Linked DNA regions of Mus musculus: all the other regions are linked to region 1. The links are chromatin contacts, called in public Hi-C and HiChIP or PLAC-seq maps. All regions are on one chromosome and are shown on one strand. The core of a region is the stretch at or near the end of the contact, and the rest is flanking DNA. Distances in the headings are between cores, read along the strand shown. Region 1 has its middle 15 kb from the start of Gm15418. Region 2 has its middle 7.4 kb from the start of Gm32330. Region 3 has its middle 22 kb from the start of Gm32330. Region 4 overlaps Gm39130 (a long non-coding RNA gene).

What was found. Hi-C and Micro-C count contacts between places; a contact is called where the count stands out from the background. HiChIP or PLAC-seq counts read pairs in DNA pulled down with a chosen protein or histone mark.
Region 2: a contact with region 1 is called in a FOXA1 HiChIP or PLAC-seq map of pancreatic cancer cells. The contact joins two enhancer-like sites. A contact is called at or near these places in 4 of 39 promoter capture datasets (the C10 cell line, cranial neural crest, liver and 1 more), 1 of 15 datasets of contacts at CTCF or cohesin (large pre-B cells), 9 of 484 Hi-C or Micro-C datasets (the AML12 cell line, the N1E-115 cell line, bone marrow-derived macrophages and 6 more), 14 of 115 datasets of contacts at active chromatin or transcription factors (astrocytes, cardiomyocytes, embryonic forebrain and 7 more) and 1 of 9 other capture datasets (embryonic stem cells).
Region 3: a Hi-C map of the AML12 cell line shows a contact between it and region 1, with 4 times the contacts expected there. The contact joins two enhancer-like sites. A contact is called at or near these places in 6 of 39 promoter capture datasets (the C10 cell line, embryonic stem cells, hematopoietic stem and progenitor cells and 2 more), 1 of 15 datasets of contacts at CTCF or cohesin (large pre-B cells), 8 of 484 Hi-C or Micro-C datasets (the AML12 cell line, bone marrow-derived macrophages, embryonic stem cells and 4 more) and 1 of 115 datasets of contacts at active chromatin or transcription factors (embryonic hindbrain).
Region 4: a Hi-C map of liver shows a contact between it and region 1, with 4 times the contacts expected there. The contact joins two enhancer-like sites. A contact is called at or near these places in 4 of 39 promoter capture datasets (3T3-L1-derived adipocytes, hippocampal neurons and liver), 9 of 484 Hi-C or Micro-C datasets (bone marrow-derived macrophages, embryonic fibroblasts, liver and 2 more), 7 of 115 datasets of contacts at active chromatin or transcription factors (cardiomyocytes, embryonic stem cells, extraembryonic endoderm stem cells and 3 more) and 1 of 9 other capture datasets (embryonic stem cells).

The regions. Positions count from the first base shown.
Region 1 is chr8:11,169,854-11,175,858 of GRCm38.p6, forward strand. No RefSeq gene overlaps it. Among named protein-coding and RNA genes, the nearest start is that of Gm15418, 15 kb to the right of the region's middle. Within about 2 kb of position 3,573, at least 82 of the 459 cell types and tissues checked have an H3K27ac peak or open chromatin away from gene starts, as enhancers often do. A contact at or near this core is called in the AML12 cell line, the N1E-115 cell line, astrocytes and 5 more, where this site is marked.
Region 2 is chr8:10,663,001-10,669,005 of GRCm38.p6, forward strand. No RefSeq gene overlaps it. Among named protein-coding and RNA genes, the nearest start is that of Gm32330, 7.4 kb to the right of the region's middle. Within about 2 kb of position 2,946, at least 121 of the 459 cell types and tissues checked have an H3K27ac peak or open chromatin away from gene starts, as enhancers often do. A contact at or near this core is called in the AML12 cell line, the N1E-115 cell line, astrocytes and 4 more, where this site is marked.
Region 3 is chr8:10,692,364-10,698,368 of GRCm38.p6, forward strand. No RefSeq gene overlaps it. Among named protein-coding and RNA genes, the nearest start is that of Gm32330, 22 kb to the left of the region's middle. Within about 2 kb of position 3,023, at least 12 of the 459 cell types and tissues checked have an H3K27ac peak or open chromatin away from gene starts, as enhancers often do. A contact at or near this core is called in the AML12 cell line, where this site is marked.
Region 4 is chr8:10,851,947-10,857,951 of GRCm38.p6, forward strand. It overlaps Gm39130 (a long non-coding RNA gene), which reads left to right. Exons shown (of 3, transcript XR_870135.2): 2 at 1,579-1,635; 3 at 2,199-3,201. It overlaps Gm32540 (a long non-coding RNA gene), which reads right to left. Exons shown (of 3, transcript XR_870139.3): 3 at 3,774-5,794. Among named protein-coding and RNA genes, the nearest start is that of Gm39130, 4.7 kb to the left of the region's middle. Within about 2 kb of position 2,790, at least 36 of the 459 cell types and tissues checked have an H3K27ac peak or open chromatin away from gene starts, as enhancers often do. A contact at or near this core is called in liver, where this site is marked.

The DNA of each region.
Region 1 (6,005 bases), core at 2,323-4,822:
CAACCGTAAGCATTGTGTAAAGGCAGGGCACCGACTCCCTCTGTAGAACTCTTTGACTGTTCCATCTTCTCACAGGGTGGTTATTGATTACCACATGTACCCCTGTAAGATGGCTCAGTGCGTAAAGGCATCTGCCACCAGGTCCAAGGACCTGAGTTTAATCACTGGGATTTACATGGTGGAGGGAAAAAAAACCAACTCCCTAAAGCTGTCCTCTGACTTCCACATGTATGTCATGGCATGCACACACACACACATACACACACAGGCATACTCACACACACCACACACACATACCACACACACACCACACATACATCATACACACACACATGCACACATACACACACCACACACACATACCACACACAACACACACACACACACACACACACACACACACATACCACATACACACCACACACACACATACCACACACACCACATACACATACCACACACACTCCACACACACCACACACATACACACACACACCACACATATACCACACACACACACATACACACATACTCACACACACACACCACACACTTCATATATACAGTAGTAATAAATAACATGTTTTTCTTTGGCAGCACACTGAAGTATCTTTCAGCTTGTGAGGTCAGTTTCTCCCAACCGTGAGCAAGCTCTGTTCTCTGCACTGCTTTACAGTTTGGTTTACAGTTTGTTTGTTTTGTTTTGTTTTGTTTTCTTTTTCTTTTTCCAGTGGAGCGCAGTCATCTCTGCAGGGCTGGAAACATAACCACCGATTTGCTCTTTTTAACTTGGAGAACAGAGACTCCTGTGTGTGAATCTCTGTACATAGTTCATGTAACCATTGTTCTGTGGGTAGACCTGTTCTTCCATGTTCTGTGAACCCATGGCTGGATCTTTGCATGCTACGTGTCCTGGAATAAATACCTGGAAAAGGATAACCAGAAAGACAAGGCTGCTCTCAGCCCCTCACACTTGGGAGGGATAGGACACATTTTCAGTAATGCTCAAGTAAGCCACATACTGTCACACTATGAGCTGTGACACGACCCCTCAGGGGAATATCTTGCTTAAAGCTGGTATCTGGGTCCCTCCCAGACTGCTAACTCAGTGGCTCCAGGCTGGCCCCGATGTATCTCTGACCAGATGCTGCGGGTTGGGCTGCCACATTTGGGGAATACTTCAGTCAGACGGTAGCAATGCCTTCAGAGAGCAGGTAACAGCCTGACCTCTGGAGCTGCAAGGAACTGGGGCTTGGGGGTCAGGTCACCTGGCCTACCCTTGCCAAGTAAATAAGAAGATAAGCCCCTCAAGAGGAGTTTCCCAGACCATCACCCACTGGAAACCCTTCCTCAAGTTGTTGACACTCATTTGTCCTCCTCAGAGAATGACCCAGTGCCTCAGAGCCTCCCACGCCCTTTCAGCATGTCCCCCATTCCTGGTCCAGCCTACCTTTTTCATGGTGCCTAAGACATGACAGCTGCTGCCATCCCTAAAGTCTCAGCCCTCCAATACACGTCATTTTAATATAATCTTGCCCAATGATATGAAGAAGATATGAATGGGAAGTCCACAGAGGACCCCTGAACCTGTGAACTTGGTGCCTTGATGTTATCAGTCAGGCCGGCCAAGTGTCCCTGTGCAATCAGCCCCTGCTGCAATCTGGGGTATCTCTGTCTTAGATGTGATATTTTAAACTATAGGACAGGATCCCCAGGGTAGGAAGGATATGCAATATTGTCCACCCTCTCATAACTAGGAGCCGAAAGAATACAAAATGCCATGCACTCTCCTCGGGACACAGTCTGTGTGGCATTTACTCTCAGGACGCCGGCCAAGAGCGGCTGGCAGCAGCAGATCCAGAGTAACAGAGTGTGGACGTCTCCCTCATGTGACACAGGAGCCAAAGGTCTGAGTCATCTGAGCTCCAGGCCCATATCCAGGCTTGGGGAACGCTCTCTGCTCCTTTTTTAAGATCTAACCTTTCAGTCCTTGAGGTTCTTTGCTTGGTCTCCTCACTTAGCAAGCAGTGCACCCATCCACTAGAAGTCACACAGCTGCACAAATCTCCAGGGACTGAGGCGCACAGGGTCTCCTTTATCCTGGAAAATAGACATGTCTTAACTCTCTGTTTCTCAGGAACAGGTGAAGCTTGGAACAAGTCTAGTTAGCCAACAGTAGGATATCATTCCAGGGGTCTTTCTAACTAGGTGGAGCCTCACAGTCATGACCATAGTTCAGAGGTGCAGGGAGTGAGGTTCAAAACCATCTTTGGTGGCTTTTCTGGGGACTCTGAAAAATTCCCAGGGACCCAGGCCTTTCTGCTGCTTGGCTGCATTGTCTTGCATTCTGCATGGCTGCGGGCGTGTAAGGCCCAATAAGGAGCAACTAAGATTCTTGCTGTGTGGTGAGCAGCAATGGTGAGAGTCTGTGAGGATCTGTGGGCTGGGATGGCTGTGGATACAGAAGACAGGTCCTCCTCAGGTTCAAGGGGGCAAATAACAGGCCTAAGGCAGGGTGAACTCACTTGCTAACATGGAGAGTGACAGAGCTGGGATTCCTGGCTCACTCCGTCTTCTGAGCTACTTTAAAGTTCTGGGATGATTTGTCAAGAGGAGAGACGGCTCCTGGTTGGAACCGTGGAATCAACTGCAGAACATCTGGTCTGTGAGAGAATGGTGGGTCCTGCCCAAACCCATCTTCAGAGTCGTTCTATATCCTAGAAGGAATATAGAGTCTGAGGGCCTGTGCTGAGCAGACCCTAAAGTAGGGCACACAGGCCTGAGCAGTAAATTGAAGCAGAGGCAAGGTGAGCTTCCAATAAGCTTGGGAAGAGCAGAAGATGGCGGGAGGGTAGTCCTGCCTGAGGTTTATGTCTTTACAGCTGTTGTTTATTGAGAGGAAACTGAACAGTGTTTAGTAAATAGTCTTAGGGAGCACAAAACCCTCACAGCCTTGCAAAGGAAGCATTGCTGGGTGAATTACACCACCAAAACGGCATGGTCAAGTCGACAGCAGTTCAGATGTCACCTCACAAGGACATCCGTCTCTGCAGCTATGACAACTTAGAACAAAACGAGATTTTGATGGCCTAGCCAGAACCCTGATCCATCTAAAGAGAGAGTGGGGTGGGCACACACAGAGAAGAAGTGACATGGACCATGGGGCTAGGACCAGGGTACCACAACTGGATCCACAAATGCTAGAAGCAGGAGCTGCCTTCCTTAGAACTGCAGCATGACCTCGCCTGCACACATCGACAAGCAGAACTAGAAAAGGATAAACTCCCTCTGCGCCCTTCATTTTTCCAGGTAAGCACAGTGAGGTCAGAGCTGGATACTCAGCAGGGAGCTACAAGGGGACTGGAGGCCAAGGAGCACTCTATCCAGCTTCACAGTGGTTCTGCTCAATGCCCCTCTTTGAGGTTCTCTATCCAACCTGCAATGGGAATCACTTTCTGCAGGACCAACGGCCCCTCCAAGGAACAGCTGGGAGGAGAGGCACAGGAGACTCCCAGGCTGCTGAGCCTCTGGTCGCATGCTGCTGGCAGCTGTGGGCTCACATAGTGCCAAGTGCTCGATTGAGTGGTTGGCATGCCTGGCATCCTGGTTACTCTCTGTGGACGCGGGTGAGTCACAGAGAGAGCGTCACTCCTGCTCACGTCAGGGCCACACCAAGGCATCAGACCCAGGGACACAGGAGCTCCTAATAGAGACACATGCAGCAACTCAGGCCCGGGGATCACCCTGGAAATCATGTGCACTCCCTTGTCACCCACCTAGCGTGCCAAGGTGTCCTTTACAGGACACCACAGAAACCAAAGAGGGCACCGTGGCAGGGAGCCCAGGGCTGTCTTTTCCTATAACTGTAGCCAAAGAACATGGGTGGGGGTGGGGAGCAGAGTCAGGGGCTGGCACTGTGGTGGTGGGGGTGTGGGGTGTGGGTGCTGGTGTTTGTTCTCATGCTCGTGTGTGTGTGTGTGTGTGTGTGTGTGTGTGTGTGTGTGTGAGCATGTTTGAGTGCTCGCATGTGTGTACACTCGATTATGCTTATGGGTGGACCCATATGGTGGTCAGGTGCTGGCTGCTCAAGAGAAACCACAAGGAAAGCAGGAATGGGCCAACCAGGAGATGACCTGCCCTTTCTGTTCAGGTTCAGGGCTGGAAAAGAGAGTGTCTCAGGCTGTGCCGCTTTGTGTGGAGTGTGCTGCCCCCTAGGGCAATTCGGAAATAGAAACAACCCCCGGCTGCCCTTGGGTGATTTGAGGCTCTAGAGTTCAACAAGGAAGGGTAGATGGGGTGCAGTGCAGAGGATGCAGTTCCGGGGGAGATTGGGGTACAGTCGTAGCTTTAGGGTACAGGGAAATGGGTGGGGTGTAAGAATGGAAGAATGAGCACAGGAGGGGGATGGCGTGCGGGGGGAAGGATGGGGTGCATAAAGGATGGGGTTCAGGGAGAAGGATGAAGGACAGGAGATTATGTGATGTGAGGTTATGGGGTGCTTGAGGACAATTGGGTTCAGTGAGCAATGGGGTACAGGAAGAGGATGGGTGCTGGGCTGGAGGCAGGTTCTGTCCCACAGTGGAAAGAGGCAATAGTACCTTGACTCTGCACACACAACTGAGATGCCCCTCTGTACCATTCAGCCCAAGCTACCACTTTCTGGCCTCTGGAACTCCAGGTGCTTTCTGGCTCTGTATGTTAAGAGACTTGAGTGGTCCGTCCCCTGATCTCTGGGAACTTCACCAGGGGTGGGTTTACCTCTGCGTTGTAAGTAGTCTTGACTAACAGAGCACATGATGGATTGAAGGTAAACCTCCTTTTGTGGCATTTCCTCAAGTGATGTAGCTATAGCTGTTGGGTCAGATGTGGTTCTTGACCTACCAAGAAGAGCAGCCACTCCGGGGCTGCCAGGGACTTGGAAATGGATTTTCCATTGGGGCTTCCAAAGGGAACCATCCTTTGATAACGATTGGCTCAGCTTAGAGAGACCCTCGCCAAACATCTGACCTCCACAAAAGTGATGGTTCTCATTAGTAAGATAGCAATCATTTGTGGTTCATTAGTGCAAAGAGGTATCAAGGGAGATGTCTTCATTCCACACTTCTGGGAGTGAAGAGGCTTGTAGACAGGAGAGAGTCATGAGGAACGAAAGACAGACCGTAGATGCCAGCATTAGTTATCAGTAATTGCAGAGGTGTGCCCAGTTAAACTCCTTCCAGCTTATCTCCTATGACGGCATCAAGGACTGTCTGGGCACGTGTGCCTGCAGTCATGCGTCCAATTAGCCACTGATCCCTTGTTTGGATATTCTTGGGGGAGGAAAGGGTTTAGTTTTCCCTTATAATTGTAGTTCATTACAAAGGGAAGCCAGGGCAGGAACTCAAGGCAGAAAGTGAAGCCATAGAGAAATACTGCTCATTGGCTGAGTCTCCATAGCCTGCTCAGCCCGCTTTAACAAAACAAACAAACAAACAAACAAAACCAGCCCAGGGTTGGCACTTACCCTCAGCGAGCTAGGCTCTCCCACTTGTATCATCAATTAGTAGATCGCCCCACAGGCGATCTGATGGGGGTGTTTTATCAATTGAAGTTGACATGATGACCCCAGCTTGTGACAAATTGACAGAGAACTAACCAGCACAAATGGATTACAATAACTAAAGGGGAGACATTGAAGCAAGAGGAGAGGTTGCTGGCCAGAAGAGGGGGGTCGTTAGGAATGGAAGGGGTATCGAGGAATGAACACTTTTAAATATTTCACAAATGTGTCTAGTATTATTTTAAAAAGCAATTTTTAAATGAAAAACGGACAAATAAGAAAAGAAAAGCAGAGGCAATTCGCTATGGGATGGAGACCTACAGGTTAACGAACTGAACGGAGGCCTGTGTGCCTTTAAGTGGCTTTTCCTTTGAGCACCCCTACTCTCTTTCTGGGAGAAGAAACTAGGCACAACAAAAGCTGAGAGACCCAGAAGTATTCATGTCAGCCATCTTTATGACATAAG
Region 2 (6,005 bases), core at 1,696-4,195, 510 kb before region 1:
GTTTGATAACAACCAGAGAGACAGTTCACTGTTGACGGACTGCCCTGTCAAACAGGGGCCTGAGCCATTCTGCTGCCTGACTGGGAAACTGGGGGATGTGAGTTCCCTGTCTCTACAGAGAGTCCAAAGATGCCACCTGTGAATCTGAATATCAAGCTGTAGGCATTCTGCCTCCCCTCAACCAAGAGGCCATAGGGTGCCTCTCAGCTTATGGGAGGAGTAGGGAGTTAAAACAGGCCCCTTCTCCAGAACACAGAGAGAACAAGCTGCCATCCTCTCTCCCAGCAAGCTTCTGGCTGGGGCAGGCCTGACACTTGGGTGTCTGTTTGGAAGAAGGCACCTAGGAAGTCACCACCAAGCAAGAAAGCCCTGTCTAGTTGAGTCCTTATCAAGATGCTTCCAGACCTCCAGTCAAGACAACTAACCAATATGGGAGGTCAAAAGCAAAGGAATCCAATCTGGCGAGTCCCATTTGTTTTACTGAACTTTATCTGGAGACAAATTATGAAGAAGCCAGTCTGAGCTCTTAGTGCCTTGATCTTGTCTTAATTATGATGAAGAAACAGACAGGTGCTTTACCAACTCTTCATCTCACCAGAGACCTACTCTTTGAGGGAGCTGGGTAGACTTCATCAGGATATACACTAAGCACGCCCTCCTTCCCAGCAACTGACACCTTCCACAGAGCCAGGGCTCTCTGTGGCAGGCACTAAGCATCAGCAGCCTGCTGATAATTCTCTGACAACTTCATCAGCCTCCTGGAATACAAACAGCCATAGAAATATTGACCAGTTGGATTCTCCGGCCTTCAGAGTGTGAGCTCTATGGTTGTATCCAGACACTTCTGTTCCTACAACTGAAGTAGAGATGACAGTCTCAGCACACAGCAGACATCAAGCAACAGCAAGAAGATGACACCATTTGGTGAGGTTCCTCTAGCTGTGCAGCCTCGTGGTATGAAACATAACCCTTGGCTTCCCCATTTATAACACAAGCTGGCCTTCGAGAAAGCTTAGTTCCTCAGAGTCTCTTCCATGTAAAAGAGCACTAAGGGGTTTTGTTCCTGTTTTTCTTTCAAACGTCAGAAAAGCAGACTCTGGAGTAGAGACTGAAACCTTGGGGCGTGTTCTTGAGTTTGAAATAGTAAACAAATTAAAGAATTGTTTTCAACAACCCTGTACTTCTCAGGTTGCCATGGGAACAGGGGTCAGCCTGTGGGGACTGGAGGAGTCTTTCAGAAGGGATAGACCACCTGTGGTGAAGCTAACCTTTGAAGAAAGCCGGTTTGCTCCCTGCATAAAGCCTGAAGACTACCCTGAGAGAAATCCTACTCGCCTCTGGTCTGTTCCCTAGAAGTGACATACAGCCATCATTCAAATTAATGTCTGTGCAACTATGTTTGAAATGATCAGCTGGTTGGCCGAAAAGGAGCAGCTGGTTGGGGTTTCTTCTAGCTACCAATGGCAGACAGCCTCGGCAGACTTTAAGCAGTTTTAGCAGTTAGTAATTGTTTGTACTGATTACCACATTCAGGATTCGATTCACCTATAAGGGTGTGTGACCTGCCACATTTATGATTATGGGGAGAGGACTAAATCATTAGCTTTGATAGTTCTCAGAGCTGTTTATTGTGTCTCTGGAAGGCTAAATGAATGAATGTGTCAGTGTGATGCTGGTATTGGTTGCAACTTCCCAAACATAAAGTATGCCCATTTCTTGGATCACTAACTCAAATACACTAATGCTACCACTACAGATAAACAAACAAACAAACACAGAAGTCATTCCTTGCTTTGGATTGAGATAAATACTTCTTAGAGAATTCCCTTATGTTTATGTAGCTTTCTATATTTGAATGAGACAGAGCAAAGATCTGAACAATAATATTCATGTTTACAGCTAGCCTTCTTGGATCAGTGCCCAAGTGAGGTGGCTAATAGGATCAGCTCTGCGGCCTACTGTACCTCCATGCCCTCCCTGGGGAAGCTGCACCCTGGCACCACACTGGGATCTGGAATCCAAAGAATGTGTTTGCATTTATCCCACAACTCTCCTTTACTCAGGGGTCCACCCCTGGGATTCCATTCTGGTGACTTTCAAACGTGTAATTACTCATTAGTCCGTTCCCACAGTCATGGGGAGGACTTGTTTACTGTTCAGAGAGGGTGGGGAACGGAGTCTGGGAGTCTGCGTCAGTTGAATATCATGAATAAACACACATCTGCCGTGACCACAGCGTTCCTGAGCACTGGAGATTTAGGAATCAAAGTCTATGTCTTCGTTCTTCAGCTCTGGCACTCTCGGAAATTTGCCTGTAGACCGTCCAATAGCAGCCCCTGGTCCCGCCTGCGTCTAAGGCTCCTGTCAATAAATGATGAGCTGGGTTTGTGCAGCTTGCACTTCTATGTTTCTTGAGAGACCTGGTTCTGGTTAACACAGCCCTGTACTTTGGCCACACAGAGTTCTGGTGTCTCCTCAGGAGGTGAGAAAAGATGTGCCTCCCCGTGTCACAGCTCTCCAATACAACAGAAAGAGGCTCAAATCACATGCACAGAGCACTGGGCAGTGGGGAATCTCATCTGCAATCACCACAGGGCACAGTGAGTCCCCAAACCTCACACAAGCATACTTAGTTGCTGAGAATCACCCACCGGTGGTGTATTCACTTGGTCTGGCCTTGAAATATTTAGGCCATGAAGATAGTCTATGGATTGTGTAAATGACATTTTTTTTTGTTTTTGAGACACAAGTGCACGCAGAGTTGCCAAGCCAGTCAGTAGAGTATTATCTATAAAACAAACACGCCAGAACACCTTTCCTCAAGTCCCCCTTTTACCTCCAGGCCTCAAGCACCAAATTGGAGTTCACAGTGTTACAATAAGGTCTCCCTGCAAGTACAGATCCAATGCCAAGAGGATGGAGGGAGTTGTCTAGGGAACAGAGTAGGAGGACTGGGCTTAGTGACTAAGAGTTGTATTCTGGCTGAGATGCTAATGTTCCGGTGACCTCAGCCAAGTCCTGTAAATTGTTACTATCTGCAAAGTGGAGATAATCGACAGCCCTGCCCATCCTGCAGGAAGGCCGGCAGAGACTAATTAGAGAGCTCATTTGAGATTCAAAGTACTTTGTGGCCCACAAGGAAAGTGTTGGAAGAACAAAGGAAAAAGCTTGCGCTCTGCTCCTGCAGTCTGGGGACCACACCAAAGACTCTCCCAGGAATTCATCTGTTGGAGCACCAGTGTTTGTTAATTAACTGGTATTAGGAAGTCATTGTGGCTACCAGGGGTTAATGGAAAGACTGAACTTGCTGAGATGGGTCTATAGAGGTGTAAATCGAGGCTTCCTTTGCTGAAGGAGAGGAAGGGGTCCCTAAGCTAAGCATCAGGCTGCCTGGAGTTAGACATCCAGTCTTGCAACTATCTTCTAGAAATTCCAAGCAGGTTGCATGCAATATAGACATGTTTCATTTCAATGTAATAAAAACAAAAAGAAAACAGAGCTATTATTATTTTTACTATATCTAAAACAAAATTATTTTAAGAAATAAAGAGAACAAATTCATTGAGATGCCCTCAGTAATTCTTTTGTAATTTTGGAGAAGAGTTTTATCCATGTAGGAAATGGTATGGGAGCCTGTACACAGAGGTACACATGCATATATGTGTGTACGTACACACACACACACACACACACACACACACACACACCAGCCAAATCAGTTGTCTAGCAAGAAACCAGCATGATATTCAGGGACCCTTCCAGAAGAGTTTGGAGACCACCAAAGATGAAGTGAATGGTAACTTCAGAGTGAATGAAATTGATCCCCAGAGTTTCCAAAGCATGGCTCTGTGTTGCAGGAGGAGCCCGGGGAGCAGATGGGACATTATGAGAGCCAGTGAGATGCCTGTTTTTTCATTGACACTGCCTTTTGGCAGTACAGTCCATGGAAGCCATAGGACAGAGAGAAAGGGGTGTTACTGAAGATCCAAGGACCTTGCTCCCCGACCTGTGTGCTTCCTTTCTCTCCCGAGTGGGTACCCAGATGTGTGCATAAGCAGGTGCATGAAGTCTAGATGTCTCTAGACAACCCAAGCATTCTGGTTGGATACTGCTCTACAGAGGCAAAGCATGAAACACCGCAACGGGGTTCAGAACATGTCATCCTGAAACAGATTCTTTGAACATGAAGAAATCAAGAGACAGGGAAAGTGCCTTGGTCTCCAATGTTAATCCTGGAAGCACAGAAGAAAAAGAATAAGATAATGGAGGCTCAGGAAACTCAGAGCTAGAATGCTGTCGTTGGCCAACATGGGGGTTTTACTACACTTGGTCAGTCTTGGATTCTGGGGCCTGGATTGTTGATGGAGGCTGGCAGGAGAACCCTCCTTACGAGAACATCCTTAAGGGAGATAAAGCCATCCTTCCCTTCCCTAAGCTTCCCAGATCTTTGAAGGTCTCAGAGAGCATACTAGGTAGATTCCTAAGCAATGTCTAACAGACAAAAGTCATAGGAAACATGTTGCCCCCTGGCCTCTTCCAACATAAGGGGACCACAGAAACTAGGTGCTTTCAGCAGTGCTGCTCCAAAATTGGGATTGAGAGGAGTGAGTGTGCATGGCACATGGGAATTCATTGCCACTGCACATAACATCCTCTGCACATAATGTTTACTGCACATAACGTCCACCACACATAATGCATACTACGCATAAAGTCTCCTCGAAGCCCAGGCCACTGGTTCTGCCCTCACTCCTGAGCTTTCCTGACACCCTCCTGTGGGGAGCCGCCCTCACATTCGCCGTTACAAGATGGCGCTGACATCCTGTGTTCTAAGTGGTAAACAAATAATCTGCGCATGTGCCAAGGGTAGTTCTCCACTCCATGTGCTCTGCCTTCCCCGTGACGACAACTCGGCCGATGGGCTGCAGCCAATCAGGGAGTGACACGTCCTAGGCGGAGGATAATTCTCCTTAAAAGGGATGGGGTTTCACCATTCTCTCTCTTGCTCTTGCTCTCTGGCTCCTGAAGATGTAAGCAATAAAGCTTTTGCCGCAGAAGATTCCGGTTTGTTGCGTCTTTCCTGGCAGGTCGTGAGAACGCGTTTAAGACCCTCCTACAACCTTGTCTTTTACCTTTTGCCTCTGTCTTCTTCTGTGCACTTGCATATCTTGGCTCCTGTCTGTCCCGGCTGGCCAGTTGGCCCTCATCAATGGAGAAGGAAGACGGAAGCTTTCTGACCCAGTGAGCTCAGACCTGCCACTCCTGTAAGGAACAGAAAGTGTATGTCTGCCTCTCGTCTCACACATAAACTTTTGTCACACACACACACACACACACACACACACACACACACACACACACCCTACCCTTGGTATTGCCCCAAGGCAGCACTTTTGCTGAATGAAGCATACCCGTTGGTTCCTCTTCCTTTTACCTCCTGCTTAAGTCAGAGCTGCTGAGAGATGCTATGGATTCACAGCCATCGCCCACAAACAGAGCCTTCTGCCCCAGACTCCAGGTGTGGCCAAATGTCATCTCTTAGCATCTGGGCTCATAATTCATGGCTTGGCATCCTCCCTCAAAGGCTAACCTTAGAGTTATCCAGCTTTTGTGCTTCAGGTGGGACTTGCCATGCCAGTCATCTCCTAGAGGAATTCTGCACACAGAATCACAAAGGGACAGCATGAATGCCAGCTTGTCACTGAGGTCTGCAAGGACATGCTGATCTGGAGCACAGAACATGGTGGTCACAGCAGCCATCATGGCTACCATACTCAGGGATGAGCCTGAGGGTAGATGTCCATTCCTAACCTGGCCCTAGTTCCTAGCACCATACCTGCCAAGCACACTTTGTGTACAAGCTTGCTGTAGAATCTATAAGACAAAAATTGAACAGGGTGGGTTCATCTCCCCCTGGGGACTCCTACCCTGATTTTTGTGCAAGAAATCTTCTTGTTTGTATGTGCTTCAAGACTTTCATCTATGATTCTAGATATTAAATCAAC
Region 3 (6,005 bases), core at 1,773-4,272, 480 kb before region 1:
GATCCCGACAGTCTCCTGCTGCTGCCTGTAGATTAAGATGCAGAACTCTCAGTTCCTTCTCCAGCACCATGTCTACCCACCAGGATGATAGTGGACTTAAACTCTGAAACTGTAAGCCATTTCCAATTAAGTGGGTGCCTTTGTAAGAGTTGCCACGGTCAGGTCATGGTGTCTCGTCACAGCAATAGAAACCCTAACTGAGACAGAGGGGTTCTGAGCCTGAATAATTTATTTCAGGCATTTAAGCACAATGAGATTTGGTGAAAACTTTCCTGGTGATAATTCAATCCCCTTGCACAATAAAACACAAATTAAGCTAAATAAAGATCAGATGTGACTACATTGAAACTCTTTGTAAAGCACACAGGACACCTTTCATAGGAATGGGTTCTTCTGATTGGCTGAGAAAACCAAGCTTATGATAAGACTTTGGGGGAGGATCCAGTGTGCTCTCTTGGCCAGACAGATCACAAGAAGGTCACCAAGCCATTAACTACATCCTCTCTCGCTTTCTGGGTAGATAGCAGATTATGTATCCCTTCCTCTGAAAGAACAACACTGTGAGTTTAACATTCTTGGTTCCCTAGTGCTTATTTCTGAACACACAGACCCCCATGCCTGCTGCAAAGCAGGAAGCTGGCTAATCATATTTCTATTCACACAGCAGAGAGAATGTGCAGGAAGTGGGGGGAGGCAATAAACCCTTAAAGCTGACCCTCAGTGGTACTTCCTCCAGCAAAGCTGTAATTCCTAAAGATTCCATGACCTCCCCCAATAGTCCCAATGACCAGGGAACAAGTGTTCAACTACATGAACCTAGGGAAGATATTTCCCAATCAAACCATTACATTCAGTCTCTCGGCCTGCATAGGCTCATGGCTGTCTCATAGCTCAAAATGTATTCAGTTCAACTTCAGAGGTCCCCATGTCCTTTCACAGTCTCAACCCCATTCAAGCGTTCTCAGTCTCTTGTGAGACTCTCGGCAGTCTCTTCACTGTGGTTCCTGTAAAAATCAAAACCGTGCTACATTCTTTCAGCATGCAATTGTACAGAATACTATCTGTAACCAGAGTAGACACATAGACAATTATTCTTGAGGAAAGATGCAGGTGAGTCTAAAATCATTCTACCTTTTGGAAAAAGCATGAATTTTCCATGTTTAAGACCATATTTGCTCTTAATAACTTCTTGTAAACATCAGATTACATGGTTAATGAGAATACCTCATTTATTTGGATTTGGTGGATGATAGGAACGTGATAGGAAAAATAACTCCACAGAGGCACATCTAGGACACAATGTGCCAGTTTTCTCCTTGTTGCATTAGAATAAAAACATGTTCCCTCCAAAGTAGCTTCCAGGAGCAGGAACATTCACAGGTGACACAAGAGGAACTGCTGGGAAGGGACCCACATCTATTCACAGCCGAGGGGTGCTGGCTTCAGACATAGCAGGTGTCATGAAGTAAGTCAACCAGGAACACCACACATGAGAGTCTGGTCTTCCAGTGATGTCTGCCAGCCAAAGTCACTCATGTCTATTAGGTTATGTCTGCATTCACTCTCACATGACACTTACCTTTTAAAAATCAAACTGTGAAAACTGAATGTGTAATGACCACACATTCACTGGAGGGCATGACTAGCCCTTAAGAGCTCTAGACTGTACTTCTGTGTTTTAAAGGTGCACAGGCTGAAGGCCTAGTCTACAAATATAGATGCTAAAACAGAAGAGATAGCTGGGCTATTGTAAGCTCACCAGGGCCCTAGAGGACCAGAACTGAGTACCCTGCGTTCCAACATCGTGGTCTCCGCACCCCTGGCAGGCAAACCCAGGTCTTCTGCAATGGGTGTCATTTCCCACTCTACCTGTGGCCGTTGACTCTTTGCTGGGTACATGAATCCTTGCTGCTGCGTGAGCAGCTCTGGGAGGAAGGAGTGAACACAGTGTCACACACCCATGAGTTCACACCTGGACAGAACATTGTTACTACAAACCATCGTACAAATAGCTTCCTATAGCCTCTGTGCAGCTTCAGTGACTCCAGGCACATAACATGCCATTCTATAGGTAGGTTTGGCCATCAGGCAGAAATTGGGCTTTGGGAATGCCTGCCAGGTGCCTCCAGAATTACCTCCCAGCATCCTAGAACCAGGGGGTGGAGTCTATGGTAGAGATTCACTGGGTTATAATATGACAACACTGAACGCTCACGTGTATTATTAAACTGTAAAACTGGTTTGTGCTGTGCACAGCGTGTTGAGTTTTGCATGAAGTTACCCTTGTAAGTGTGTCTTCAATCCTGGCCTGTGAACTGCAATGTCAGTGCAACTTGGGAACCACGGGAATCATAGCTGCCCATCCCAAACTCTGGTGGAACTGCAGGCAAGGCTGAGCTAAGGGGCTCAGCAGCATGTCTACCTTCAAGAAACAGGGCTCGGCAGCACATCATTCTAGCACCAACAGAGACATGGAAAGCCATCTAGCAGAGCCCAGAAGCTATTAGAAATTCCTGTGGTGGGTTTCTACTAGGCACCCCTGGATCAGTGTGTCTGGGATGGGCCCTAGGTTAGTTGTTCTTCGATAGTATAACAAAGTAGCTAATAAGATCAACATAAAGAATAAAGGGTATCTCACTGCTTACAGTTTGAAGATCCTCCGTCCTGGAAGAGTAGCTAGTGGCAGATTGTGCAGCTGGTCAGGTGGCTTAGCCACACAGAACTAAGCCTGCTTCGTCCCTTTTATCCACCCTAGAGATTCACTGGGTTATAGGATGGCCTTGGCATCAGGCCATCCTGTTCCAGGTACAGCTGATCCAAGAGTGAGTCAAGTTTATAGTCAATATTAACCATCACAGGCCCCCACCCCATGTTTTAAACTTTATTTACTGGTGACCTAGTGTAGCATGCAAGTTCAAAGACACTGACCCTGCTTGGTGGCAAGCTCACATGCATACGGGAGTCATCTGGTTGGCACAAATGGAACAAACTGTGCTGGGCGCTCATGCAAGACTGATTAACCAATGCACAGCTCCAAGATCCATCATCTGTTTTTGACCTGGATGAGTCACAGGCAGGCCTCTTTAAGCTTGCCTCAGCTCTGAACTAGCAATCACGCCGCCTCTCTCAGGAACCACGTTTGTTTAAGTACATATAAAATTGCTCAGTCTTTGAGATGAAAGGGTTTTTTTGACATCATAATGATGTCAGCAGCGGACGAGAAACCATCCTTTTTGCATTAAACTCCATCAGGACTCTTCTATTTATTTCTGGAAAATCAATAACCATCACATAAGTAACCACAGAAAATGTGGCCAGCTTTAAAAACAAACAAAAACAAAAACCCACCTGTTCCTTGTGTAGATGCTTTAGTCATGAGTATCATGTGCTTAGTTTTCTGCAGCAATTGGACTTCTTAGATTATAATAAATAGAACACCCCTTCTCTTTTCTCTCTCAAACCCTCCCCATATCCTCATGCTTCCTTTCAAATGCATGACCTTTTTCTTTAGCAGTTGTTCCGTGCATACGAATGTGCATGTATATATTAGTAAACACATAAATGCAACCCACTCGTTCTGTATAATGAGATACATCCATGTGACTTGTACATTTGTTTACAGACCTGGACATTTGCTGATGTGTTCTTCCCCAGGGATGACTGTCTTTCCTATCCTGAACATTCCTTCATTTCCTGTAATCCTTCCTGTAGGATTAGTGAGATTTCCCCCATCCATGTTAGCATGTCTGTTGATGCCGTCTCTGCACAGCTCATGTTTAAACAGCCATGTTAGTGAGACTTCATGGGTGTAGCTCCTGATATTTCTAGAAGACATAACCTCACACCCTAATCCTCTGGCTCCTACAATCTTTCCCCCCTCATCTCTTACGGTCTTCTAAGTCTTGGGTGTAGTTGTGTTGTAGATGCATCCATTGGGCTGGGCTCCAATACTTTGCATTTCGATTGGCTTTCTGTAATGGTCTCTGTTTGTTGTAAAGAGGCATTTCCTTGCTGATGGGTCAGGACCACACTTACCAGTGGGTATAAGAACAAATGGTTAGTGTGTAGTTAGGAATGGTGTTGATTCAATAATGTAGGTTCTGATCTGAGACCCACGGCCTCATTCTCCCTGGGTTCTTGTCTAAGTCTCCAGTACCAGGCATGACATGACATGCTCTCCCTTTTTGAGCAGATTTTTAAAAGATCTCTGTCTCTCTGTCTCTCTGTCTTTCCGTCTCTGTCTCTCTGTCTCTGTCTCTGTCTCTGTCTCTCTCTCTCTCTCTCTCCCTCTCTCTCTCTGTATGTGTATATATACACTCATCCGTTCAGGTGTGTGTATAGGTCAGAGGTTGATGTTGGATGGGCCTCAAAGGCATCCCAATTTATCTTTAGAGATGGGTATCTCACTGAACCTGTAGTTCATCCTGTCTGCTGGGCTACCTTGTCAAGGAGCCTCTGGGAATCTCCCGTCTCTGCCCTCATTGCAGGGACTCTAGGCAGGTGTCACTACACTCATTATTTTTGCTTGGTGTTGATGGTCTACACTCAGGCCCTCCTGCTTGCACAGCAAGTGCTAGATGCACTCACCTCTGCCCCTCTCCAAGGCTCCACCCCCTCCAAGGCTCCGCCCCTTCCAAGACTGCACCCTCAAGGCTCCAATCCTCTCAATAGGCTCTGCCCCTCTCCACAGTCTCCTCTTCACACGTGTGTTTGTCAGTCCTGGTACTGAAGCTAACCCCCAGCCTCACCTCACTGTGGACCCTGTGACTCACACTTTCATGCTATGCTCCCTCTCCCGGAGTTCTGGAAGCTTAACCTCTGTGACTAGTTAGCTGTGTTAGACCACACCCTGAAGATGACCGGGCAGAGGCAGGTAGAAAATTAAGGTGGCATTTTTAAATGCTATGCCTTTTTTCCCCCCCATCTGTTACGGAGCTGATTTCACAAATCTTACTTTTGTGGGCATTGGCACTCTAAGTTAACAGCTACAAAGGACATGTCATTGACCTAAGCCTTCAGAAGGTAAGGCAGAATGTGAGCTAAGACAACTGATGACATTCATAATCAATATTTACACACTCCTGTGGTCACTAACGGCATGTTTTCTCCTCGTTCTTCCCAAGTGGTGGAAACCTCACTGTGATGGGAGATTGGGTATTGAGCATGTGAGATGCTCTATGCTGGCCACAGCTCTTGAAACCTGATATGTTGTCTATTGTTGGGTGCTTGGTAATCAGCTGTGCATCCAAAAACAGGTTGGACATTACTATAGCAACATTAACAAAACTGAAATTGTGAAGGAGGCTGAAGACCGGGAAAAACTGCCATTTCAACCTCCACCTTTCAGAGTCAGGAACACGACTCCAAGCAGATGTGTCAGGAAACAGTCCCAAGCTCCGCAGAAAGCCCTGGAGCTGTGGAAGGCCGGATTTCCAGGTTGACAGAGTCCTGCAGACTGACTTCCAAGAGGTCCTGAGCTCGGTTTTCCCTAGCAGTTATAAACCAGGCATGAATGTCAGCATTCCCAACCTTGTGGAAGTGAAGCCCAGGGGAGGGGGTGCCACTGAGCTGTGGGCACTGAATGTGGGCACTCCACAGAGAGAAGGCATACCGAATACCTTCACACTCAACCTGAAAGCAGAGGTGTGAATGGATGCTGGAGCTCAGGTCCAGAATAGAACTCTTTTCTATTCTGTGGAGGACCCAAGACAATGGGATAGGTTCAGCATGGCTTTAGAGGGGACCCTTGTCTTGTCATCCTCTGAACTTGCTCTTTGTAAAGGAACAAGGGTCCTTCTCTACTGGAGCCCATGCTTTCTTCTCTCCCTCTCTGCTGAGACCCAGACACTCAGGAGTGCAGAAGAATCATCTGTAGCTTCTTTCCAAGCTTGTAGGGGAAGCATGAATTCATCTTCTGTGTGGTTTCCAGGGCAGCAGAAAAGCATGGGTAAATATTCCTGAGAACCTATCTGTACATCGAAGGTCAAATGCAAAAGGAGAGCGTG
Region 4 (6,005 bases), core at 1,540-4,039, 320 kb before region 1:
GTAGCATACACCACTGCTCCTCCTTGAGTTAAAGCCATCTCAGAAGGTAAGGTGGCAACCAACTCAAGCTCCCCTCCCCCACAGGTGTGAGCCCAGCTCAAGCTGCCCCTCCGCCAGAGGTGTGAAACCAGCTCAAACTCCCCCTTTCCCCACACAGATGTGAGCTCTTAGCTGTTGCAGCCTCAAAGGCTCTAAGCTTTATCTAAGTAAGATTCTTTTTAGCCTTATAATTCTGTCTTCAAATATTATGGTGACACGTTCAAAATCTCTTCCAGCTTGCACAGATGCTCAGTTTATATCCAGATGTCCACCTTGGGGTCATGACCTCTCTCAGCATTTGCCCTCCTGATCAGCTCCCATCCTTTGCCAGTGTCACCTGTGCACGTGTTTGTGCATATACACAGACACATATACACATTGACATACCCATTTGCATACAGACACGGACAGACACACAAACACAGATACACACACATACATCCATAGACTTTCACACTAGTACACAATCATGAACAGACACACACAGAGACACAGATACACACACACACATAGACATACACACTAACACACATTCATTCACAGACACACACATACACACATATACAGCTACACACACATAGACATACATACTAACACACATCCATACACACACATAGACATACACACTTACACACATTCATACACAGACAGACAGACAGACACACACATGTACATACACACTCACACAGTGGAAGCCACCACATACAAACTCCTTCTTGGGTCCATGCTGTCTCCCTGCCTTGCTCCCTGCAACTCTCATCCTTTGGCCCATGCACTGCCCCACACCATCCCCACCTGCCACCTACTACAGCTCCTTTGGACATTGTCTGAGATACCCTTTTCCTGTATTCTATTCACTTCAAGAATATTCAGCCTTTCTCTGTAGACCTATGGGAGCCTCCTCATCCTTTCCAGAAGAAGCCAAGGTTTGGGGCCCTGTCTAGCCTTGAGACAGAGCATTTTTCCTTGTCTGAGCTCTAGGTCCTTGGGCAGAGGTGATCCTGCAGCTGTGTGTATTCCTACATGAGCTCATCTACACTGGGTGCAAGTAAAACAGGTCATATTTGATGCACCATCCTCAAGTCTTACCCATGTCAACTGACGACCATAAGTTGGTGGCCTTCTCGTTCTGGGTGCTCTGTAGCCCGGCCTTGCTGGTGCCCAGGTCTGGGTCTGCTGTGCCCAGGTACTGACCAGGTCCCCAGCACCCTGTGTCTCCCATGAGAGGTTCCTGTTACATGCACACACAGGCAGAGCGACCTTTGGCTGTGTGCTGTACACTCACAGTTATCTCTCCTTAACTCCGCTGGGAGGGGATTCTTATCTTCCCTCTTCGGAATGGTATTATTTCTGGGAAAGGTGCTGGATTCTTGGCAGCCTGTAGCTGGCCAGACCGTTGCCCTATAAATGATGTCTGTCTTTTTTGCCACACTGAAAATGCATGCCCAAGGGTGATGTGCCCTGGAATTGCAGCAGTGCCCAATACAGGGTACTGTCCCCCATGGATCACTAAGACTTGGGTCTCATCTGCCTTTGCAGAACCTTGGAGTTCCTCAATGTGGAGCAGCATAACATATCCTGTCCCAGCTGGAGAAGGTGAGGAAACCAGAAAATGTTAACAGAGATGTAAGGCATCTAAAAGCGAAGCAGTAAGAGAGTGTGTGTGTGTGTGTGTGTGTGTGTGTGTGTGTGTGTGTGTGTGTGTGTGTGTGTGCTTGTGTGCCTGCATGTTCCACTTTCTGATCCGATTGAGTTACATTTTTCAGCAAGCAAGCAAGGCAGTTCAGAAAATTCCTCCCACCGATATAAATTTTGAGTATGTTGTTTGTCTTGACTCTCACTTAGAAAAACTAAAAATTCACTTGGGGGTCTGTTACACTAACAGTGGATTTTCTGTTTCCTTTCTTCATTTGAGAACTGGGGAAAGCTATGTACTCTGAAGCTTCAAACAGTGGGCAAAGGTTTTGATGAGTTGAATTCTTTTGCTACCTCAGCCTTTGAACTACTACAAAGTCAAGAACAAGGAGGATTGGAGTGACCAGACAGCTAGCCGGCTCCTTGCTGTCAGTAAACATCTGTGTCTCCAGGGACTGTGAGGAGCACTGATCAGAGACTCCCTGCCCTAACACAAACCTAACGAGTTTATGATTTCCTTTCAGACTTTGTTCTCAACACCGACTTGTTTATTCAAGAGAACAGATTTCTGAGAATCTCACACCCAGCACGCTGGCTGTATCCGGCCCTGCCTTGAGACCCTCAAATGACATTTCTGTTGGCTCAAGACCCACACAACAGTGAGAAGTGGGCACTGACACCACCGTCTGTGACCATTTTCCCCAGGGGTGTTGCCCCACACCAAGAAGTGACCGGAGACACTGTAGGGTAAAGAGAAAGATAACACAGCCTCACGTCCCGGAGAAGTGGCTGCTTGCTCTTCCTGCCTCTTGGGCGATGGGGCCCATGGAGGTGTCCCTCTCTAGTTCTCCATAGCTCCTGCCTCTCTGCATAAGACAACAGCTTCCTGCACTTCCAAGGGGACAAAAACAAGGGGCACAGAAGAGGCCCAGTCTGCCATCCCTCTCTGCTTTACTCTGAACAATACCAAGTCAGGAAAGCCTAAGGCTAATTTTAACCTGATCGAGAGAAGAGAAAAGGGCCGACTACTGGCAGGTGACACGTGTACCTGTGTGTTCCTGCCTGATGGTGTCTCTCAACTCCTGTGGCCTTGGCTGTGCTGACTCAGTGAGGAGGGACTGCAGCTCTGCCCTGTGACCTTACAATCTACCCCAGGGTTGGAACCTGAGCTTTGGCCACGTTGAGCAACAGAAAGAAAACTGAAAAACAAAATTCTGTGACTAAGGCTTTGAGCTCTGTCCCCCCCACCCCCACCCCCGATGCAACAACCCAATGACCCAGCTGAAACTGCAGGATAAAACCAGCAGCCCTCTGTCTTACACTCTCCCTTCCCCCAATCCTGTCCTGGCGGGTTCTGGAGAGCAGAGGTCAGACTGCCAAGTAGAAGGAACTGGAAGTGGGTTTCTAATACCTTGCTACCAGTTCCTAACAAGACCCTGCTTAGTAGGGTCAGTGGTCCCCAGCTCTTGTAAAGCACACTTTTTGTTTTTTGTTTTTCGAGGCAGGGTTTCTCTGTGTAGCCCTGGCTGTCCTGAACTCATTCTGTAGACCAGGCTGGTCTCAAACTCAGAAATCCACTTGCCTCTGCCTCCCAAGTGCTGGGATTAAAGACGTGCGCCACCACCGCCCAGCTAGCATTCTCTTTTTCTGTTGAACTCTGAGCATACGTCACACACTGGTCCTGTGCCACATGTGATCACCAGGTCTCTGTTCCCTGTTCTTCTCTGGCCCCTTCTCATCTCCCTGACATTGTTCTCTTGTTCTCTGTTCTCAACTTGAGTTTTCTCAGCCCCCCCCTCCTCCTCCACCTTCTCTCCCCCCCCTCCACAATTCTTTTTTTCTTGATCTGTCCTGTGTTCTCTACATAAGTAAATTTAAGAAAAGTAAATAAAATAAGATCAAATATTGAGCCAAATTTATCTCAGTCTGAAACTGTTGTAGCATCTCCACAATGTTACCCACTAAGAAGTGACGAACAAGACTCTGCTTCCTTATGTAACGTCGCTAACAGAATTATATATAATTATGTATTAGGTGAAATTATATATAATACTATATGCAATTTTCTGCCAAAGATCTTCACTGGGGAAAAAAATAAGCCTATCCTAAAATAAACACATACACATAGAGGAGTCAAAAGAGAAGAAGGCAAGAGAAGAGGAGACGAGGGGGAAAGGCAGAAGCAGCAGAATCTATCGGCTTGGATGCACACTTCAAAGCAAATATTCTACCACTGAGTCACAGGCCCAGCCCTTGTTTTTTTGAGACAGTGTCTCACTGGCCTCCAACTCAAGATTCTCCTGCCCCAACCTGTCAGTCCTAGAATTGCAGAGTGCACCAGCATACCAGGCTAGCTCTCAGAGACTCCATATATAGGAGTCTGATAGGTGGCTCCGTGGATAAGATCTTTGGTTTTGCAAGCAAAGTCTGAGTTCAAGTCTCCAGCACTCATGTAAAACTCCAGGCATGGCTGCCTGTGCCTACAACCCCAGGATTAGGTGGGGATGAAAACAGGTGAATTCCAAGAGCTTGCTAGCCAGCCAGCATTGGCCCAGTTGTGCTTTGAGGAAACAGGGAGTCTAATCCACTCCATCTGGTAAAGATGTGAAGTCAGAGAAAGAACAGAAAGTGTCCCACATCAGTTGGGTGTGCTTGGATGAACATGTTATGTGAAGCAGGAAGCTGCCAGTGCCCTGTCTTGTCTGACTGTATTTCTCACAGTCTCCTTAAGCAGCGGCTTCATGAGCTAAGGGTGAACCAACAGGTCTGTTTATGAAAAATCTGCTCCTAGGCCCATCCAGGGGCCTCTATGGCTTTTTGCCGTCTAATAATTGGACTGCAGATACGCGAACATAGGAAATCAGGAGGCCGGCAGAGTTCCCACCTATGGAGGAATTAATGCAGACAGCAGGGTACTCGATCCGTGCTTTCTAGTAATCCCTTCAAATCTGCATTTCTTCCAGAAGGCTTTTTATTTCAAAACCCATTTTAAAAGTCAATGATCATTAAGCATGCAGAGACGTGAGTGGGTTTCCGCTCTGTATTTCATTTGACTTGCTTCCAAATTGCTGTCCCTTCATTCGAGGTTTCCGTGTGTGTGTGGGGGGGGGGGGAGCATTGGAAGTTAAATGAACCTTTCTCTGGGTCTTAGAGACCTTTCTCTGAGTCTTAGAGACACCTGAACCCAGTGGAGACCTGTTTTCCTGCCATGCGGCTTCTACAAGGCCGGAATCCCCCTGCCCCACATTCCTGAGAGAGCTAGCTACTAGATACTAGTGTTTCACAGACCCACAGCCCTACCTGGGCTCTCTGGAATCTGTAGGTATGGCATAATACTAATGTTCTTCTCTGACACCATCTGTTGTCCCTTCTCCAGGAAAAAAGTCCCTGCCTGTCTGTATACTCCTGTGGCTGTGAATGGATCAGATCACACCTGCCTCCTCCCTTTGTTCTTTCCCTTGATCCTCTAGGGTAAAGAGAACCAGTTGGCAGCTTGGCAAGGTGACTCTTTTATAAGGGCATGTCCTGAGGTAGCACACGGCCTCTTCCTGGCCAGGGTAACTGCTGGTACAGGATAGAACGTCTTGGTGCTTGGCCTCCGGAGTCGCCATTCATTACACAGTCTTTATCTTTGTGCATATCCTGGAACAATACTCTTAAATAAATACTCTCAGGGCCATTTTTTTTCTTCTGTGGGTATTTACTTTGTGTTTCCATGATCTCAATGGGACCCAGAAATGAAGGAGACGGGAGGTTTAGCAAATAAGCATTTGCCACTGTCTACGCACAAGGGGACAACTGTGAGGGACGGTGTTTTGTTTTCCAAGGGAGGCACGTCATTGATACGACACAGCCCATGTGTATGAGCACACGGCGGCTTGGAAGTTTCCATTTGACCCCGAGTGACAGATAAGCCTATATCGAGTGAGCAGAGGCAAGCTGGGCTGGAGGGCAGGAGGCCTTGGCACTGAGCAGCCTCTGCCCCCTGAGGCTTGGTCACGCCTTTTGACTGTCCGGGCTTTTAAGAGCACTATGCAATCAGGGAAGACTCCAGGATTTCATGCCTGATACTCTGAATGGTTGTGTGTTTAATGAGATTCTGTCACCTGAATTCTGTAGTCTGAAAAAAAAAAATGAAAATTATAGTCTAGTTTGAAAATCTGCTTCTTTTCACCATGGCCTATTTGCCACCACAATTTCAGTGGCATTGGCAGATTTTGTTTTATTTTATTTTATTTCATTTTTACATCTGGGTATATGAAAGCTTAGCTGGGGAAGTCTCCACAAATGAAAGTACAGCAGTCATAGATGGGTATCTACTAGAGATCTAC